Regions from separate parts of the Mus musculus genome. Here regions 1 and 3 are each linked to region 2. A link is a contact called in public HiChIP or PLAC-seq and promoter capture Hi-C data. All regions are on one chromosome and are shown on one strand. The core of a region is the stretch at or near the end of the contact, and the rest is flanking DNA. Distances in the headings are between cores, read along the strand shown.

The links. Promoter capture Hi-C pulls out the DNA fragments that hold promoters and counts their contacts. HiChIP or PLAC-seq counts read pairs in DNA pulled down with a chosen protein or histone mark.
Region 1: an H3K27ac HiChIP or PLAC-seq map of embryonic stem cells shows a contact between it and region 2, with 7 times the contacts expected there. The contact joins the enhancer-like site here to the promoter of Zfp536 in region 2. A contact is called at or near these places in 1 of 39 promoter capture datasets (hippocampal neurons), 2 of 484 Hi-C or Micro-C datasets (B cells and embryonic stem cells) and 1 of 115 datasets of contacts at active chromatin or transcription factors (embryonic stem cells).
Region 3: a promoter capture Hi-C map of hippocampal neurons shows a contact between it and region 2, with 9 times the contacts expected there. The contact joins the enhancer-like site here to the promoter of Zfp536 in region 2. A contact is called at or near these places in 3 of 39 promoter capture datasets (frontonasal cranial neural crest, hippocampal neurons and liver), 2 of 115 datasets of contacts at active chromatin or transcription factors (embryonic forebrain and stem cell-derived neural progenitor cells) and 1 of 9 other capture datasets (embryonic stem cells).

The regions. Positions count from the first base shown.
Region 1 is chr7:36,677,131-36,680,085 of GRCm38.p6, forward strand. The region is part of intron 1 of Gm36722 (zinc finger X-linked protein ZXDB-like); the gene reads right to left. Among named protein-coding and RNA genes, the nearest start is that of Tshz3, 20 kb to the right of the region's middle. Within about 2 kb of position 1,676, at least 12 of the 459 cell types and tissues checked have an H3K27ac peak or open chromatin away from gene starts, as enhancers often do. A contact at or near this core is called in embryonic stem cells, where this site is marked.
Region 2 is chr7:37,768,407-37,771,402 of GRCm38.p6, forward strand. It overlaps Zfp536 (zinc finger protein 536), which reads right to left and starts at 1,346. Exons shown (of 6, transcript NM_172385.2): 1 at 1,190-1,346.
Region 3 is chr7:35,771,008-35,773,850 of GRCm38.p6, forward strand. Zfp507 (zinc finger protein 507) reads right to left here. Exons shown (of 7, transcript NM_177739.3): 7 at 1,339-2,843. Among named protein-coding and RNA genes, the nearest start is that of Dpy19l3, 18 kb to the left of the region's middle. Within about 2 kb of position 1,529, at least 3 of the 459 cell types and tissues checked have an H3K27ac peak or open chromatin away from gene starts, as enhancers often do. A contact at or near this core is called in hippocampal neurons, where this site is marked.

The DNA of each region.
Region 1 (2,955 bases), core at 426-2,925, 1.1 Mb before region 2:
ATTCGTTATAATATTCTGCAGCAGAACAGGAAGAAAACCTAAACAAATACAAAATCATCTAACTACTTAAAGAGTGGGGTGATAATAATAACAAGAGAGATGTCAGGGCTGGAAAGCTCCTCAATGGTCCCTTCAGCTCCCGAGAAGCCACTGCCCTCTTCTGACTCCCACGGGCACGGCGTGCACATGCGTAAACTGGCACACAGATGAACGCACACACACAGAACTAAAACAGAAATTTCTATCTTCTTTCAAGAGCTGTGATAATAATACAATGGAGTGACACATAACCATCAAAAGTATATCAAAGATTAGAAGATGACAGAATATAATAAGAGTCTCATAAAAATTCTAACTCTGCATTGAGTTCTCCACTCAGTGTGGCCCTCACTACAGAGGAGAAGCACACAAGGAAGGGAGGGGTGGCAGTCAGGTCGAAGGGCCAAGCTTTGACTGGGGCGAGGATGGAGGATGGTTTTTCCTTTCTACTGAATCTAGTTTAAGAAGCTTTTGAGAAGAGCATTATAGGGACATCAAATAACAGTGGCTGACCTGGGATCTGCCTAAGCTGCAGGCAGTGGGTTTGGTCACTCACGAGATCCCTTTGAGGCACACACACATACACACATCGAACCCCAAGCTTTCAGGAGTACCCTTCAAGCCCTGGACTTGGCAGGCCTTTAGCCAAGGGTCTGCTTCTCCAGTCTACCAGTGATTCCTCCACAGACTGAAAGGTCTTGGGCATAGGTCGAGATCTCTCTCTCTCTCTCTCTCTCTCTCTCTCTCTCTCTCTCTCTCCCTCCCTCCATCCCTTCCTCCCTATCCCATCCCCCCCCCCCACTTCCCTCTGTTGCTAGTTGAGCAGGTACACTGCCAGAATCCAAGCTTCCCAATGTGTTCCTCTTCTGCTGTTTTTCCGCCTTAGAACCCCCACCCCCACCCCCCAGAGCTAAAGCCTGGAGGTTGACCCAGTCAACAGTTTCAATGAACTACCTTCACCACTAGTGTCTGCTGGGGCGTTTGCAGAGCTCAGGCAGCAGAAGAGGGGAAAGAAAAAGTAAGGACAGAGGTAAATGCTACTGGTAGGTCTTGGGTTGTGACTCTCTGGAAGAACAAGCTTTCTAGAGGAGATTCCAGCTTACTGCTCTGGGTTCCTTGGCTCCGTTTCTACGGGACTCCCGACCTCAACCGACTTAGTGTCCCCGACTCCCTGATTCTCTCCTGCTTTCTTTTGCAAATCATCTCCTGTAGAAATCTTTTGAGCGATCATTTGAATTTGAATGTTTCCTCCTTTCTCACACCAAAATCCTGCCGGAAGGTGAAATTAATTTAAAATACAATGTTAGGTGGCAGCACAAGCCTGTAATCTCAATATTTAGGGAATTAAAGTTGGAGGAATAGAAGTTCAAGGCCAGCAAGTAGAGTTTCTCGTGTCCCCCCGCCCCCTCCCGCCCCGCAGTGTCTGTCTGTTCCCCACTATGTACAAAGAAGAGGCACAAACACAAACGTAGGGACTACTTCTGAGACTACCAGCAGGCTCTGTGGATAATGCTGGAGCAAACACCTGCATTCAAATCAAGTTAGGTCAGGAAAATGGAAAGGGGCGGAGACAGAGGAAGAATCAAGGGGCGGGGCAGGGGTGGGGCAGTGAACTGTGAAAGAGATACAACTGAATAAAAGTAGAAAGGGGGCCTCCTGGGGGAAGAGAAAGAGAACCAGTAACTTAGAGACCAAAGGAGAGCGGAGGGGCAGTGAAGGAGGGGTCCCGAATACGAAAAAATCTGTATGAAAAATGCCATAAGGAAACCTATTACGTTATTTGTTAAATTTAAAGGGGGGGGGGACTGGAAAAATGGTGTTGTGGTTGAGTGTCGCTGCTCTTGCAGAGGACCTGAGCTGGTTGCCAGTGCTCATATCAGGTGGCTCACAACCACTTATCGCTCCAGGTCCAGGGGATCACACAAACAGAAGCATCAAGCCATCCACCTCTACAGATGCCACCCCTGAGTGTGGGGTGGGTGGGTGAGGAAAGAATCGTCTTTCCAACCCTAGGCTGACAAGAGTTTCAGGCAAAACCCCTTACCTAGCATCACCCTGGAAGCCACAGCAGGTCCTTGTGACGTTCCTGAGTAGAAAAAGGGGTCCTAGCAGAGCAAAGCAGGGCCACACAGTAGGAGACAAAGAACATTCTGAGAAAGAAAATCACTTGTTTATTTAAATACTTCACTTATGCAATACACCAGAATGAGAAATACTAGCATTTGCGGCACTAATCAAAAAACGGGAAACGCATGATCGAGATGATAGGAAAGGATGGTGTTTGCAATAAAAGTCGGCATCCTTAAAGCGCCACTATTTCAACCTCACCATGAGAGCCTCTTGTAAAAGCTCTTTGCAAACACCCCCTCAACACACACACACACACACACACACACACACACACACACACACACACACACCCTCTTTGTTTCTTTTCTTTAGAGAAGTCTTTCTCCTTAACTCCCTTTGGGAAACTTCTTATAAATGAGGATTTGCATCTCAAGGGATTCCTCTGGTTAGGAAAGTGTTTTATTAAAAAAATATATGTTTGCCACAGAACGTGGAGCGATATAATTAGCTGGTCCCTTCTGTTTTATTTTAAAAGGCTGTACGGCCAAGTTCTAATTAAACATATTCTCAGGACCTTTGAAGTGAGAAGGTGCCTTCAGAATCTCAAAAGGGGCGCTAAAAATGAGGAAGTAACGGCTTAGGGGGGTAAGCCAGAAAGCTGGGCTCTGGCCAGGTCACCAGGCACGTGGCACGGTGGCCTCCTCCTTTCTCCCCACCTCCCTGCTGTGAACACAGATCTACACACTTGCATCACGCTGCCGCTGGTGGGATGTGAACCGCTGCCCTGTGTTCTCCGGGATGGCGGGGGGGGGGGGGGGTTGTCACACAGGAAATGAACTGATTTTG
Region 2 (2,996 bases), core at 96-2,595:
GGTCAGGTTGGGGTGGGGGATGCTAATTCCTAGGGCGCCGTGTCCTGATTGTCGGGGAGCTGGGCAGAGTGCTATCATTACCAACAACTCAGCCAGGCGGGTAATGGTGAGATCAAGAGACATTTGCACCGCTATCAGGATGACATCATAGCTAAAGCAGCCTTCAGCCAAAGCCCTAGGCTCTCTTAGAGTAGAGGCCAAAGGGCTATGGGGGGAGGTGCCCCCCCCCCGCAACTCCCAGAGCTGGAAGCTGAGTCTCAGGCCCCTGCCATGCAGGGTGGTGGGCCTTGCCCACAGCCAAGTTCCCAGGCAGGCCCAGAAATGGGAAAGACAGCTGGAGTCTTCTCCAACGCAATCTACTTTCCCCCTCCATCCTGCTCACTGCAAATAATACTACTAATAATAACATAGTATGCATTTTTTTCAACAATTTGAAATTGTGAAGCCATTTCCCTGACCAGGGTGGAGCCGGCATGCCATGCCCGCAGCTACATCTCTGCTGTAGAATTGATAGCATTTCCAACCGAATTGTCAATCTGTTGGTGGTGACCCTCTCTTAGGCAAAACAGCTCTCACTCCATTTTTTTCAAGCAATAGAAACAGAGGACGCTGAAGGGGAAGGCAGACTGGAAAGGAAGCCTTCCTACTCTTGTTTTGGTTGCTTTTCTTCCTTTTAAAGCCCAGCAAAACACAGGGGCGCACACGCGAGCGCACGCACACCCTGAGACACAAACCTTAGAATAATGGGGGAGGCATTTGGCGACAAACTGCATCAGCGGCGCGGCGCGACAGGCAACCAACCCCGCTCACTCGCAGCTCAGCTCTCCAAGCCGCGGCAGCGACGGTGGCGGTGGCGGCGGCGACAGAGACCCGTCACCCTCCCAAAGAACCCCTATGCTCAACTCTCAACTGTGTCCCCAAGATCTCCTCTTCAGGCTCGCCTCAACTATGCGCGTGGCCCAGTCACCTCACCTCGCCGGAAAAGTGGAGAGACAGGGTTGGGAGTTGTGTTTAAAAAAAAAAAAAAAAACAGCAAAAAAACAAAACAAAACAAAAAGTTCCTCGAACATCCAGCCCAGCAGATGCAATTCTCCCGCCCGCTGCACACTCTCCCCGAGCCGGCCGGGCACTCGCCCCCAGCACTGCGCCCTCACCTCGGGGCGCGCGGAGGGCACCGCAGGGCACTTACTTGGCACTTGCTTTTGAGTGTGCAGGTCGTCGCGGTTTTCACTTGGGTTTTCAAATAAGTTTCAGGGAGGAAGGAGGCAAAAAAAAAAATCCAATTATGCAAATGGACTCCGGCCGGGGGAGGCGCGCGTTGAATCTGACGCTGCTACTGTATGAGTTCTTGGAGCAGCCCCGGCCCGGCAGATTTATGGGGGCGCGTCACGGCTACGCCAGGTCCCGCCGCCGGAGCATCTCGAAGTTAATTAAAGCGGTAATGTCCACTTTCCTGGCGACCCTCCGTGCGTGGGTTTACTATTTCACCCTCCAACACGACCCAGGAGGGGACACTGATGTGCCCCCCACGCCCCTCTTCTTTCTCTCTTCTTCCCCCTCTTCTGCCTCTCTCTTTCTCTCCCTCCTTTTTCCTCTCTTTAAGTCGCCTGCTTTGCACTCAGTGAACAATGAACAAAGATGTGAGTGATGGGGAAAGATCGCCCCCCTCCCAGCCCAAGCAGTGAGCGAAGCTGGTCTCAAAGTCAAAATCCAGTTGTTAAAAACTGAGAAAGAAAACCAGGGTCTCCACGCTAAGCTCCCTTTCTACACACACGTACACACGCACGCACACATATGAGCAAGCACACCCCACCCCAAGTTCACCTAAGCCCTGCCTGGAGACCTAGGGACCGTGGGGGAAAAGCCAAGGCCCCGGCGCGCGGGGATGCCCAACTCGCGGTGGACACGAGGGGACAGCAGGGACAGGGGAGCTGTGCTCGCTCCGGCCAAGATCATTTCCCGCGCCCCTCCCAGTCTACTGCCCCCACCACTACCCACCGGCCCCCTCCCAACGTCTACACCGAGAGGCCTGGCCCCACGGCCCCGCTCCGGCTGCAGCCGGCCGGATGCGCTCAGCAAACGCGGCCCCTGTCGGATTTCTGCTAAACTGCAGAGCGGCGGCGGCGACTGCCCAGAGAAGCGCAGGAGGAACCCAAGGCCAGCTCGGCGCGCACTCACCCTGCTAGCCCGCTAGTCCTAAAGCCGGTGCCCCGGGCCGCCCACCCGCGCGCACCTCAGAGGATGCACACGCACAGCGCGCTCGAGCCCCGCAGGCAGGGACCGCACGTAGCCGCCGTTATTTTCCGCTCAAGTGAAAACTAAGGCGGCTGACGAATCACGTCTCCTGCGAGGCACCCGTTAGACAAAACAATATCCTGCAAACAAAACCCGGCCACCGCTGCCACCCGCGCGCCAGGCCGGGACCCCGCCCTGCTCCTCCCAGGCCCCAGCCCCTGGCTTCTGCCCGCACCGACCCCAGCCTTCCAGGCTTGCATCCTTCCAGGAAAGAACTCGGGGACTTGAGTGTGCGCTCACCAAGAGGCGGACAAACAGGAAGGACTCACAAACCGGGAGTGAAAAATGGGGGCCACTTAACTTTCCACCTGTCCCTAGAGAAACCTTGCGGGGAATTTTCTCCGAAGAGTTGGTCTCTCTCTCTCTCTCTCTCTCTCTCTCTCTCTCTCTCTCTCTCTCTCTCTCTCCTTTTCTCTCTCTAACTTCCACAGCGCTAATTTCCACCTTCCCTCACTTCTCATACCTTCATGTATGTGGAGATAATCTATATTGTAATTGTTTGCAAAATTGCAACAGATGGGAGCATCGAGATCTGGACACTTCTACTTCTCAAAGAAAACCCTCTTTTTATTTTTATTTTTATATTATTATATTTTTGCCTAAAATACATCTCAAGTCCCGCCTACGACTGTTTTCCTTAATTCATCTTCAAATTTAAAATAAAAATGCCTTGAAGCAAACAGAAAGGCTTATTAGCGACG
Region 3 (2,843 bases), core at 279-2,778, 2.0 Mb before region 2:
GGAGGCCACAGTCTGCCAGTCTCTATACCAGTACTACATAAGGGAAACATAATATAAGCCATGTATGCACTTTCAAAGTTTCTAATAACCACAATAATGTGTGTTATGGTATGGATATAAAGTGGCCACAAAGGTGCCTGTGTTAGGTTTGGCTGTGAACTTTTGGGGACTGAGTTTAGCATCAGCCAGCAAGCTAGGCATGGATTCATCATTTGATGCCACTATCAGAGGTGGGGCCTGGCAGGAGATAACAGTTCCTGGCTCTGCCCTGGGTAAGTCTTATGTTTTTATCTTGTCACCTGTCTGCCTGCCCCTCCTCACTGAGCTATCCACCATGATATCCTAGCCACTATGAGCTCTCTATCTGCTTTGCATGTTCCCACCATAAGATCCTGCCTCACTGCAGATGATCTTGGCTAGAAGCTTCTGAAACCATGAGCCAAGTCAACCTAAGAGGGTTTTATTTTGGTTTGGTTTTGTTAAAGGTATTTTGCTATAGAAACGAAAAGCTAACACAAAGTGAAATGACTTTAACATGTTTTATTTAACTCAATATAGCCAAGCTATTTTAACACGTTGCCAACATATAAAGCTATTGGGATGCTTTACGTTCCTTTTTGTACTCAATTTTTGCAACTGTTCTGTTTTACCCTCAGAACACAAGTCCCATCTCCAGTGCTCAGTAGTCATGTGGCTATGGCTGTCATATGGGACCCCATGATCTGGATCTAGGTCCCCCCCTGCTCTGACTTATACTCCTAGCTTGTCATGGCACAGTGTTGAGATCTGGTCCTTGAGAGAAGAGATAGGACCACATCACCCTACAGAGAACAGTCCAAGAGGCTGTAGCTATCAAGGAGAATTCTTTGTTTTGAGTCACTTCCAGCTGGGAGGGCCTGGGATCCTAGGGCACGAACTGGGGGAAGCAAACCCAGTGCTGTAGTCATTAGAGCACCTGTGGCCTCTGCAAGGAATCGACTGTAAGAGATTGTTTGGTGATAGGCTACGAGAGGATCGAAGTATGAGGAGCGTTGTAGTCGGTGGCCTTCAGCAGTTCTAATTACAGGAAGGGAGCCGGCACCCCCAGCTCAGCACTGGAAGCATCGCCATGTCTGCTGTGGAAGCTAAAGGGCTGTTGAACAGGGGAGAAGGCCCAGAGCCCATGCTTGTGAAACGCAGCCCTGGTGCGCCAGGGCTACCTCAGCAACTTAACAGAGCCTAACAGTAAACCCCAACCAGCTCCCGGGAAGCTTTCAGTGGCTTAAATGCAAGTTTCTAACTCAACAAACCCAAGACAGGAATACACGCAGACAGCTAAGGAAACTTAGAAACAAGTGGTTTTTTAACAAAAAAAATTTATTACCAAAATACAATATTTAAGTCAATACATGGCAAACTCCTGTAAAGCAAAATAAATTACTCTAATTTTGGACAGTTCTTCTGAAAATTAAGAGGTGCCAGCCAGAGAGCTTGCTGCACTCACTCTTCTAACCAGGCGGCCTGTGCTGCCACAAACACGGTTTGCAGCGTGATGGGTGGGCGGGCAACAGAATGTCACCAAACGCCAATCATCCAGTTTTAATGAATCAGCGTCAGAATCAATCATTGCTTTTTTACATGGCGTTCCAGAAGTTTCTCTACTTGGGCTACAGAAGCAAAGCCATAGTGTTACACAATACTTATTTCTTTAAAAAAAAAATACATGTCTTTACGCCCATGAATGTCAAACTCAAGTTTCTATTAAATATATTTATAGACTATTACTTTGAGCACCTTGCTGCACAATTGAAAACCTGATTAAATAAGTGCTTATGAAACTGAGACCAGAGACACCTGCTCATCTTTGTCAAGCCAACTACGCTGCAGAGATGCGATGTAAACATGATGCTCACATTTGTTTTGTGAGGAAAAGAACAGTAATTACAAAGCCACCGATGGTAACCTCGAACAGGGGACTGAGCGGTCCAGGGCAGAAGCTTCAGCCGGTATCGATCGCTGCGTGTGGTCAAGCCACAGATAAAGTGAACAGGCACATGGCTGACAGGCCAGTGAGGGCATCTGCCAGAGTCCTGTGATCACAGCAAGGGACAAAATGATATTTATAAAGGTCACAACTGGCACCTCTCTCTCCATCTAATGTTTACTGAACACAGTAATTTTAAAGCAGTATTCCCCATTTGCTCTTAGAAGCGCAGGTGGTCAGAGCAAGAGACAAAAATCAGGGTTTCCCATGCCAAAGCTTAGAGCAGTGGTCAGGATACTCCTCTGAGCAGTGACCCTGACCGGGTAAGAGTCTCCCCAGCAATGACAACCATACATACATGCTTGTGTTACTCAGAATCTTGCTTCGTGGTAGAGCCTTGCTGTAAATGCTATCAGGACATGCAGGGCCCAGGCCCAAGGGCTCATATGAACGCACGACAGAGCGGAGGCTCTGAACCTTTGGGTTATTACATTTCCCCGTGGGTGGGGGAAGGCTTGCACTCATGCTTGCTATCATGTGGTCTGAAGGGACGTGGAAGCATCTTCTGAAGAGCCAGCCGCCCTGCTGAAATGGTAGGGGGTTTGGGTGATTACTATTTTTTAACCAATTGTGGAAAATTAAAGCCACAGAAAATTCACTGAAGGCTATTATTGGTTAGACTAACAGCAAAATGAAAACCAGACCCAGTAGGCACAATAGCAATGGGTGATAAAAATGGAAACATGAATTTTTTTTGCATTTGGCATTAAATATAAATATTTGAATTGTGAAAATATGAGAAAATTCATCTAAGTCCATATAGAATAAATTTAGGGAAATTGAATTAGTATCTATAAATCCATTTTCTTATTAAAATCCA